2 separate regions of the Ovis aries genome follow, and region 2 is linked to region 1. A link is a contact called in public Hi-C data. All regions are on one chromosome and are shown on one strand. Each heading gives the region's core, a stretch centred on a gene start, on an enhancer-like site or on the middle of the called end of the contact. The rest is flanking DNA. Distances are from core to core; before and after follow the strand shown. Region 1 overlaps MROH7 (maestro heat like repeat family member 7). Region 2 overlaps TTC22 (tetratricopeptide repeat domain 22).

Region 1 (5,663 bases), core at 952-3,451:
TCTCACAGGTGACTGATAAAAAACCTGTGTCAGTGGAGGACACAACCCAAAGGTTATTTCACTGTAAAATCTTAGCTCCCCGGGAGCAGTCATTATGTTATTTCCCCACATAGTTCCTCTGGTAGGGGAACTTCCGAAGGAACTTTCTTTTTTTCTGCTAAATGCAGTCACTTCTCAGTTATCCACTGGAGTGTCTGGGCTGGGACAGCCACTGAAGTTTCCAGAATTATATCAATAGTTAGCTATAAAGAGAGAAAAAAAACCCATGCCTCTGATAGTTTCATTTAATTAACATTAACTGAGCACCTACTGGGTGTTGGTGCTAGATCAAAAGTGAAAACTAACTGGAAGGACATTTTAAAGGAACTCAACTGGACCACTTTCAAGGGTCAGGTATAGTGTTTGGGGGCTGCTCCGTGGTTTAGACTTTCCTACCTCAGGGTTGCTGAAACAGTTCTTGCTGAGCCCTGCATGTGTGCAGCGTGTCAGGCCCGTTTTGCAGACCTTGAACTGTGGCCTCTGGACCGGGTTAGAGCAGTCAGCTGGCTCCCTCCACTGGAGGCCAGGCAGGGAGTGAGCCGGCCCAGGCTGAAGAGTGGCCCCATTCCCTGAGGAGTGGCTGCGGCATTGGTGGTCTGTGGTGGCCTGCCCCCTCATTGACACCTCCGTGTCCCCCATCCAGAAGTGGATCCAGGAGGAGCCGCTGGATTCTCTCACGAGTTCCGTCCGCCAGCAGGCCATGGAGACCCTGACCCGGCTGAGGTGACCTCGGCCCCTTTCCCAACCCTCAGCCCCTTTCCCAACCCTCAGGCTCTGCCTGTATCTTCAGAGGCCTCTCTGCTGTGCGTGGCCCTTTCCTAGTCCCAGGGCTTTCGCCTTCCCCTTGCCCAGGCCCTGCCGGGGCTATCTGACTTGTACCCCACCACCCTCCTCCTCCTCCTCACCTCATTTTGCCCTTCTGTGGATCTGGATCTCAGCCCTTGTCCCAGCCCTGCACCTTTCACTTCCAGCCTCCAGCCTCAGGTGCCCCCTCACTCCATGCCCTCACTTTCTGTCTCTTCCCCAGTCATTCCCAGCCTGTCCTGGGTTTGCATGAACGGTCGGAGCTGGTGAACACGTGCGTGAAGAGTGTGTTCTCCCTGCCCACCGTGCAGGCCATGCAGGAGAAAGACCAGGCCAAGGCAGATGCCTTACAGGTGAGGCAGGGCCCTCCCAAGCAGGGCCTTGGGGCTGACTGGTGTCCTCAGAGGGAGGCACGTCCCTGGACTCCCAGCAGGAGAGGAAGGGCATTATGAGAGGTAGATTGGAATCTTCAACCTCCTACTTAAGTGGCTTGGGCAATTCACCTCCCCTCTCCTGGCCCGAGCAAGCACTTGATAAATATTTGGTGAATGAGTGAGTCTGTGGAATAAAGGATCCCTCATCTGAAGCATTGCCCACGTTGGGCTCTGCCCCATGAGAAGGATGTGGGCAGATGTTGGCATGGCTCAGGAAGTGGCCAGGATCAGGAAGAAAAGGCCTGAGGATTGGGCAAGTTTGTGTTGAGGCCTGGAAGTAGAACCTCAAGGGGCTCTCATGAGCACCTTCAACCCCCTGCAGGATGGCCCCTGGAAGAGTGATCAGAGGAGACCCTGCATGTGGAATGGGGTCAGTGGGGGAGGTTAGGGAGAGATATTTCAGCTCTGAGTGAGCCACAGGCTTACATCCTTTTATCCAGCAAGTTTTAACTGATACCTGATCCAGAAGTACAGGGCTGAGATACTGTAGGGCTGAGGGGCAGATTATCAAAGTATCATACAAATAAATGCAGAATTACAACAGTACTCGGTGCAAGCAAGAAGTACATGATACTATTGAGAGTCTGAAACGGAGGGAACCTGACCGTGTTGGGGTTCTGAGGTCGTGATGCTAGAGGCGAGAGGTTTAGAAGAGTTAACTAGCTGAAGAGGGTGGCCGAAGGAGAGCGAGAGGCCGAGGGAACGGCCTGTGCAGCAGCCTGAGGGCGGAGAGAACGTGATGACTGCAAGGATGATAAGAAGGCAGAGTGGCTGGAGTCCAGAGGCTGAGGTGAGAGCAGCTGGAGCCAGACCAGCCGCAGCGTGATGGCTCTGAGTCTTGGAGGTGGAGCACTTGAGAGGAGACCCAAAGGGGAGGCAGGGATGGGTAGGAAGAGAGCCTGCAGCCTTCTTGTAGTACCAGGAAAGGCCAGCAGAGGTCAGTGCTGCACAGTGATGGACTGCAGACGGGCAGGTAGGAGGAGGGAGTTGGTGAACAAGGCTTCCTTGGTGGTTGTGGTGTAAGCCTGGTGTGCTCAGACTCAGGAAGCCTGGACGAAGACGACCTGGAAGGAAGATGTGGAGATGATGGGAAGAAGAGAGGCAGGGAGAGAGGGCCTCAAAGACACCCCTTAGCCTTGTGTAGGTGTCATGCCTGCACCCTCCTAAGGCAATTTCAGGACTGTGGTGTGACTGGGGAAGGAACAAACAACTGGGGAGGAGAGAGCTGACTCCTGGAAGGGGTAACTTAGAAAATCTATTTGGATCTAGGAGTGGTGATTTTAAAAGGAATCAGAATACTTCCTCGGAGACAATAACACAAGTAGGGCTGGTTGTCCATTGATCTAGCCCTCACGGTTCTTGAGCATTTTCCCACCCGTCTTCTTATGCTCCTCATGAATTGAAACTTCGGTTCCGTGACCTTGGACAAGCGTCTCTTCCTGGGACTTCCCTGGTGGTCCGGTGGCTAAGACTCTGAGTTCCCAGTGCAGAGGGCTGGGGTTCAATCCCTGGCAGGGGAACTAGATCCCACATGCTTCAACTAAAGAACTAAAGATCCCGCATGCCACAGCTAAGACCAGGCACAGTCAAATAAGTAAATAGTTTTTAAAGAACATCTCCTCATTTGCACAGTGAGAAAAACACTTTGAGGACAGAGTGATAGAGTTGTGCCAATTACGAGGCAATCCCCTAGCCCGTGGTAGATTCTCTGTAATTCTTCTTGCCCTTGTAAGCTAAGGAGTTCACGGATAATAATTACCAGTTTCTCCATAAAGAACCTGTAACCCATGGAGGGCAAGCCAGTTGCCCCATATCGCACATCAAGGTTAGTCTCACATGGTGGGACTAGAAAGCAGCACTCCTGGGCTTGAGTACCCCTTCCTCCCCTGACCCGCATCAGGGGTTGCCTGGGGTTGGGGTCTGCCCCAGAGGCTCCCTAGTGACTTGGTCCTCTCCGTGTTCACAGATACTTTACTGTCAGACCTTGAATGCCCTGCAGACACTTCTCAATGCCCTCTTTGTTGAGGACCCCACTCCTGCTGGGCTGAAGAGCATCTTGGAGGTATGGAGGCAGGGAGGAGAAGGGTGGAGGAGGATGGGGAATTGATCAGGAGAACTGGGGCTGGGGGTCTGGACCCAGAAAGAGTGATTTGACTTCAGGATGTAATCTTGTGCCAGATTTCTGCTTCCCTGCCCGCCTCACAGGTCGTGTCCCAAACTCCTTCTCCCTCTCCCCCGTACTCCTGCGACTCCTGTGATAACTGCTCCCATATCCTTGCTTTCTAAATTCTTGTCCTTATGCCTCTCGCCTATCTTCAAGACTCTCCACCTTTCGTCTCTCTCCCATTGACCTTTGCCCTCCTCTGGTCTTCCATTCTGTCCTCAGCTTCTGGACCCCATGAGTCCCTATGCTCTAAGAAGAGGAGGAGGGCTGCGGTGGGTTGCTTTGATGCTCTCCCTCAGAAGCTTCCTGATAATTGGTGAAGGCTGTTCTGCCCATCCAGGGGGCAGAGGCTAGCATCCGGCTCGTAGCTCTGAGTTGTACCCTTTTCCCCACAGCCCCTGGGGCCCTGGATGAACTCTGGGAAGGCCCATGAGAGAGCACGGGCTGTGAAAATCAGTGTCTCTGTGTTGAACCACGCGCTTCTGACCCCGCCTTTCCTTGTGAGTGGCTCTGGGAGGGAGGAGGGGAGGACTGCTAGGGAGAATGTTCTCAGCTCTGAGGGAGCCCATGCATCCGCCCCGAGATTCCTAGGTGGGCCTCACTCCTCAGAGGATTCAGCTCTCCGGGCCAGGCCATCTAGCTCTGTTCACCATTTACTGTATAGCATTATTGAACCTATAAGTCTCAGTCCCTAAGATCATGACACAAACAGATGTCCTCGGGATTCCCGGCACTGGGGCTTCTTCTGGGGAGGCTCATCATTCGCATCGGGGATCCTGATGAGGAGATCGGCCGTGAAGCTCTGGACGGCATCACCATCCTCTATACCATCTTGGAGCTTCAAAAACGTAAGCCCTTTGGCGTGCCTCTAACACAAGGCTTTTGAGCCAGGTACTCAGCCTCAGAATTGAGTGGACCCTTGGCAACAAGGCACTGGTGGGAGATGGAAGAGACCAACGCAAAGTTCAGAGAGGTCTGGAAATCAGTGTGAAGTTTAGTCCCCACAGAACTAGGAGACAGAGGTGACAAACACATTTTGGTTTAAGCAATGCTTCTATATAAGCCTCTTCTGTTCCTTCCTAGTTTAACTTGTGATTCTCATGTTCACATTCCCATGCCACCGTGTGCAGCCAGGAACAACAGCCCCAGTGCCCTGGTGTTTGGTCTGTCTTCCCTGTTAGTTTATAGTTCATTTGAGTCTATGTCTCTTCCCCATGGTGTGCCCAAGATCTCGCCCTGGGCCTGGCACATGGTGGGTGCTCAGTGAACATGTATTGGATGAGTGAACAAAGAACAGGTCCTATCTTGGAATCTGGAGTGGCTAAAACCTGTAGGCAGGAGAACATCTCTGAAAGAGCTGCGGGAAGCTAATGATGTGGTAAGGGCTGACACAGAAACCCAGCTGGCACTCACTGCACCTCGAGGGGTGCAGTATTGACTGTTACTTGCCTCCCCCCTTTCCCCAGAGTCCCAACTCTGCTCCAAACCAAGGGACCTTGGCACATTGTTTAAAGTTCCCTGGCTCTGGAAGCAGAGTGACCTGGGTACCAGACCTAGCTCTGGCCCTTCCTAACTATACAAATTCAGGCAAGTACTTTTCCTGTTGAGGCCTGGGTTTCTTCATTTGTAAAAAGGACACAGTAGGATGCAAACCACAAGCTTTTTGGAAGATTAAATGAGATCATATGTGTAAAATGACCAGCTCGTTCCACACATTATGGGCCAACAAAGATTTTTTTTCCCCCCATCCCTCCCATCTTATTAGTTTCAGTCTTTTGGGATCTATATGGTATCCCTGCTCTTCTTGTTCTCTAGCATCTGGGGCAAAGATTTAGTCCCTAGGAGACTTTTCCTTCTGCCCAAGAGCCACATAGATCTTCTGAGTGATGGATAAAGGTGATATACGTCATGTTAATGTTCAGTCTTGGGGACAGGAATAGTATACACTCAATTAGTATTCCCAGATTTAGCAAATAAAAATATCGGACACTCAGTTAAATACAAATTTCAGAAAAACAGTAAATACCTTTTGGTATATTTAGGACATACTTTTGCTAAAATTGCTGGTTTATCTGAAGTTCAGATGGGTATTTTGTATTTTATGTGGTGACTCTAAGGACAAATTCCCACTGTTAGATTCTCAAGGAGTGATTTATGCAGGCCTCTGGACTGTAGGAAGCAGCAAAGCTAGGATCTGAACCTTGGTCTGCCTGACACTAGGC
Region 2 (5,663 bases), core at 1,944-4,443, 95 kb after region 1:
CATGGTGGGAAGACACAGAACCTGCTCCCCTTTTCAGGCTCCTGACAAGGAAACATGACCATAGAGACAGCCGTTGTACTAGACAAGGAGAGGGCTGCAGTGCCCAGAGCAGAGGCTCAGTGGCTAACAGGCCTGGCCACAAGAGGAGGGTGGCCCTGGGTGGATGTGTTACCCCTTAGAGGCTATATCCTTATCTGCAAAAGGGCACTGTGAGGCAGGGCCCAGTCTTCCACAAATATCCATCAATATCTGCCCCCTTTCTCCTGGTTTGGGTTAGAGACGTGCAGGGTTAGGAGTGTCTGGGAGGCTGCTTTGCCCTGTTTCAGTTCTAGTTGGGGCGTCGAGGTCTCAGGCTCTGGCACACTGAGTCATCCTGCCTTACCCCACTTTCTAACAGCCTTCCACCACCACCACTGTGCTCCTAGGGCTTCAGATGCCCCGTAGGGTCCACAGGTTCCCAAGGTTGAAGAGCAATGTGCTATTCTCAGGCTCTGCCTGGGTCATAGCCACCCTCTTGTTTGGTATTCAAGATACAAGAAATTAAGTGATGTGTCCAATCACACAGTACATGACAGAGTTGGGACATAAACTCATGCCTTCATAGTTCTAGCCCCAATGCTTGTCAACAGCACTCGGCTGTTTTAATCAATCCCGTTATTATATCCCTGAGACCACTGAGACCACAAAGGTGAAGCAGCTTGCTCAGGGTGACACACTGGTTACTATCAAGACTTGAAACCCAGTGGTTTCACCACTATTCTGATAGTCTTGAATAAGTTAAGCCTGGTTATCGTTTGCACTAAGTAAGCAATACTACCATCTAGTGGCAGAGTGCCTGAATTGCCGGGGCAACTCCTGAAAATTCTTCCCTTCTGCTGCTGCTGCTAAGTCGCTTCAGTCATGTCCGACACTGTGCGACCCCATAGACGGCAACCCACTAGGCTCCCCCGTCCCTGGGATTCTCCAGGCAAGAACACTGGAGTGGGTTGCCATTTCCCTCTTCCCTTCTACTTGAAGACTAAAACTGTGATTTTCAGAGAAGTAGCTAGCTGAGTGACATCTCTCTGATAAATTTCAAATGGAGCCCCTCCTCAGATCCCACTCAAGGTACCATTTGCAGGAGGGCTTATAGCGTTGCAAATTAGAAGTGGAGTTAATGGTATAAACAGGCCTGGCTTGAGCCTTCCCTATGCTTGGGTTCCAACCCTCCATCCCTAGTAGAGAGAGAGACCATTCACTCTGCTGTGCAATTCTGGTCCTAAAATAAGCTGTCTCTTTAAAAATCCTTCTGGTTGTAACTGAAGCAGCAGTTGAAGCTGTTACCAGGGGCAACCTGGCAAGCCATGGTGCGTTAAATTAAATTAAACAGGCCTCTGACTGCCCCCTCCCCTCCTGAAGAAGGGAGGGGGTGTTCTTCCTCTCTCCTGGAGAATGAAGTTGCTGTGAAACCTCTGATGGCTGCAAGGAATTCACTTCCAGAGTTGATGGCTCCCAGAGGCAATATATTTGGAGGCAGCCCCCTGGGAGGGGGCTGACAGGACCTCTGCCAGGAGAAGAATGTTGACTGAGGGCCGCCCAGGGTGAGCTGGGGCAGGACACCCCACCCTTTCTGTTGTTCATCCTCATCAGGACCCCATGAGCTGGGGGCTCCAGGGTCTATGAGGGGGTTTTGGCCAGTGGGAGAGTCTGCCCAGGCTTCAAGCTGGACGGGCTCAAGTTTGGTGGCTGCTCCGTGGCAGATCTGTGGGAGGGGACGCAGCAGGGCCCAGGCTCCAGCACTGCCCTTCAGTAGCTGGGCAGATCCTGGTACTAACTGAGGGTGAGAGTGAGGCACAGGCAAGGGTTCTCAGGACATTTCCCAGCTCCTCTGAGGCCCTCACCAATATTTCCCTCACTTTAGAGATGGGCTCACAGAGGCGGATTCTTCCGGTATTTCATGCCAAGTCTCCCTGTTCAAATTCATGTTGTTACCCCCAACACCTCGCTGCAACTCTGTGCGGTGCTTACCATTTACAAAGTGCACTCATTGCAGAAGCCACGTGATCCTCAGAAAGCCCTGTGTGGAATGTTAAGTGGGTCATCATCACCCCGTTGGGTGGGAACACTGAGGTGAGATGATGTCCTCAAAGACACACGACTAGTGTGACAGCCTGGACTGAAACCTGGAAATGCTGGGGTTTTTGCTATATGAATAAAAGTGCATTTTATTGAGCACTTACTATAAGTGCTTACTATAAATGAGGCACATAATTTACATGGGTTATCAAGAAGGTAAGGACTACAGTTATCCCGATTTTACAGAAGAGGCACCTGTGGCCCTAAGTGGCCCTGCTAGATGGTAGCAGAGCTGGGAACCCAGCAGCTTAGGTCCCCGCACCTAACTACCCCAGATGAGTGGTTCTCAAAGTGGAGTCTCATGACAGTAGCATCAGCATCCCCTGGGAACTTGATGGAAACACTACACGGGCCTCTCGCACTGTGGAGAGCCGAGTGAAAATGGCAGGCCAGTGCATCTCTTTTTAACAGAGCAAAGGATCAGCAGTTGTGATCTGCAGGGAAGCCTGAAGATCCACACTGCCACAGCTGGGTGGGTAATCGACAAAGGTGGGTGATCTGGCAGAACCTATAGTGAATATCAGGGTTAGGATGAGCCCCTACAGAGCAGGTGTGTGCTAACTTGGCAGATATAAGGATGGGTCTCAGATGGCTAGTTCATTTACTTCAAAAGGTGACCCCCAAAGAAGGAAATGTTGGGCTCAGCTGGTAAAGAATCCACCTGCAATGCGGGATTTTCCCAACCCTGGGTTCGATCCCTGGGTTGGGAAAATCCCCTGGAAAAGGGAAAGGCTACCCACTTCAGTATTCTGGCCTGGAGAATTCCATGGACTGTATAATCCATGGGGTTGCAGAGTCGGACACTACTGAGCGACTTTCACTTTAGCTATTTTAGGGGATTTCAGCAGAAGCTCTCTTGATATACCAGTGGCTTATTAACCTACATGTGTCTGCACAGGCTCTGTGTGTGTGCGTGTGTGCTCAGTTCTTTGTGACCCCGTTGATTCTGAAGGAAAATGCCTGCCTTGCAGTTCAAACTTTGCCCCTGAGGACTTTGTAATCTGTGTTTCAGTGTCAGTTCCTGAGAGCTGACTAATTCTCTTTCAGGGGAGGGGCAATGAGGAGGAGGAAGGAGAATGAATATTTCTCGACCGTCGACTGTCCACTGGCACTTCTGTGCACTGTGGCCCTGAGCCTGCACAGCAGACTGAGAAGGTGGGACACATCCTCCTCCTTTTACTGGTGAGGAGAGAGACCAAGAGAAGAGCTGCCCAGCCAGCCCCACAGACCAGGGGGAAAGGACCAGGATTCAAGTTCAGATCTGCCTCCCTCCAGCGCCCCTGTTCTTTCCACCTCATCACACCGACCCTGTGGAGGCTGATAATGCAGAAATAAAAGTTACCAGGTGGAAGGCCTCAGAAATAAGCTCTTCCTGCTCAACTGGAATGTCCTCAGTGATGACACAGAGCAAGCCTCTGGGCTCTGCACGTGGAGCCCCACCCCACCCCACCTGGCTCCTACAGGGGCCTGCTCCAGAAAGGCAGGGCAGGTGAGGTTCCTACTCACCCAGCTCCTGCCTCAGTGGGGGTAAACACTGATGGGATGGGAGTCACCCCCCACTGCCTCTGCCTCCCCCAGGGTTCCTGGAAAGCCCACTGGCCCAGCCTGGGCCTCAGTTTCCACATCTACAAGCGGGCATGACCCACTGGTCTTGCCTCTCACAAGTGTGTGGGTGAAAGTGGTCCAGCGTGACTGGGCAGAGGGGGCTGGGGGATGGGTGCTGAGCCACGGAGGTGAGTTACCTGTTCAGCCCTGACTGGGTTCCCTGCCATGGTCTTCATGGGTTTTAAGATCAGAGCAGATGGCCGGCAGCTCCCCATCGTCACCCCCTTTCTTTGTCCTAGACCCAGAGCCATTTCTCTAGTCCAGAGCCCCTCTTCTAGAGAAGGGCTTTTCTAGAGCCCCTTTTCTAGTCCCGGGTCCAAACCCAACTCTGGCACTGGGTGGATCTGACGAAGTCTCCTGCCCTCTGTGATAATAACAGTGATGCCTGCATTTTCTCAGCTCCTCCCATGGGTCTGGGCTGTGTGCGCCCTTAACATACTCTGTCTTTCCTCCTGTAAAAAAGGCAATTAGGTCAGAAGATGCTAAAGGCAGCTTTGGCTCTGGGGTCCTGTATCAATGAAGAGGGGAGAACCAGTTCTCCAGATTGCCAGAAATAGAGGGAATGAAGCCAGCAGCAAAGTCAGAAGGTGCTGTTACGGCACCGAGGCCATCAGAAGGCTGGGACCAGAGCCTCGGGAAAACTGTCCCTCAGCCAGGGCTTCATGTCGGAGAGACCTGAGTCCATTTCCAGCCAGCCACTTATGACTGTGTGCCCTTGAGCAAGTCGCTACACATCCTGGAGCCTCGGTTTGCTCATCTGTAGAATGGGGTTAATACCAGTTCTGATGCCCCAGCATTTCTAGGAGGTTCAAGTGAGATAATCTGTGAAAAGCACAGGCGTGCACAGTCTCTAGCTCATTGTCTAGTGTGAGTCATCCAGCTCCTTTTCTAGTGGAACCAAGTCAAATCACTCAGATTTGTGGAGCCATGAATGTATGTATACGTGTGTGTGTGTGTGCACGCGCGCGTGTGCCTGTGCATGTGTGTTTGCAAGCACCGTGGGAGGAGAAACCCTGCCTATGACCTCAAAAGTTGGAGATCAACTCTGAAGTCCTCAAAGCACCATTCCTGACGCTCCCCAAGCTGTGGTTTCCTCTCCCTCTGTGTGTTTATGTGTTTTCTTCTGCCAGGAGGCTTGTTGCTTCCCCCACCTTTTGCTCTCAAAGCCCTTCCTGTCCCCGAAATCAGCCCGGCCACCACTTCAGTCCAGTGACGGAGGAGGACTTTCCTACCTCGCACAGCCACTCAGGCAGGGCTAAGCCAGGAACCCAAATCCTGACCCCTGGCTCCCAGCGGGGTCTTCTCCCAATTTCATTGTTCTTTTCCCAAGGCTGGCTCTGGGCAGAGCTGAGGGTGAGCTCAGGGGCAGGAGGAAGTCAGAGGAGACAGAGAGGAAGGTGGGTGCTCACTTAGAAGGAGTCTTGGCTGCCCCATCAGGGGTTGAGGATGAGCAAGCCACATCCACCCAGGCTTGCTGGGGCTGGCCTTCCCTCTGTGACCCCATTGCCTCTTCCCGCACCCCCCTCCAGGCTGGTACGACTGTCTCCATTTCACAGAGGGAGACATGGACACTCTGAGAGGTTGCACAGCTGGCCTGGGCCACTCAGGGTGTCCTGCAGCTTGCAGACTCCCACACGAACGCTCTGACTGCGGGGTCCCAGCAGTGCCTCTGTGTGCACAGTGGGCCCAGTCGCTGCGGAGGGGGGATGACTGGGAGAGTGGGAAGGGAGACTGGGGGAGACAGAGGTGTGGGGAGCAGAAATCTATTGAGAGGGCAGCTCCTTGAGGAGTTCCCTGGTCCTGGCCTCCCTGATGGTGGCAGAGTGGGGGGTGTGTGTGTGTGTGTGCACCTCCCTGATGGTGGCAGAGGGGTGTGTGTGTGCGCCTCCCTGATGGTTGCAGAGGGGTGTGTGTGTGTATGTGTGAGCACCTCCCTGATGGTG

The links. Hi-C and Micro-C count contacts between places; a contact is called where the count stands out from the background.
Region 2: a Hi-C map of hypothalamus shows a contact between it and region 1, with 2.7 times the contacts expected there. The contact joins two enhancer-like sites. A contact is called at or near these places in 12 of 16 Hi-C or Micro-C datasets (blood, hypothalamus, liver and 6 more).

Annotation. Positions count from the first base shown.
Region 1 is chr1:29,122,125-29,127,787 of ARS-UI_Ramb_v3.0, forward strand. It overlaps MROH7 (maestro heat like repeat family member 7), which reads left to right. Exons shown (of 24, transcript XM_027970584.3): 6 at 683-762; 7 at 1,067-1,196; 8 at 3,244-3,339; 9 at 3,837-3,941; 10 at 4,154-4,289. Among named protein-coding and RNA genes, the nearest start is that of TTC4, 31 kb to the right of the region's middle. Within about 2 kb of position 2,202, at least 4 of the 54 cell types and tissues checked have an H3K27ac peak or open chromatin away from gene starts, as enhancers often do.
Region 2 is chr1:29,216,443-29,222,105 of ARS-UI_Ramb_v3.0, forward strand. The region is part of intron 1 of TTC22 (tetratricopeptide repeat domain 22); the gene reads right to left. LOC121819396 (a long non-coding RNA gene) reads left to right here. Exons shown (of 3, transcript XR_009596688.1): 3 at 3,163-3,477. Among named protein-coding and RNA genes, the nearest start is that of TTC22, 11 kb to the right of the region's middle. Within about 2 kb of position 3,194, at least 6 of the 54 cell types and tissues checked have an H3K27ac peak or open chromatin away from gene starts, as enhancers often do.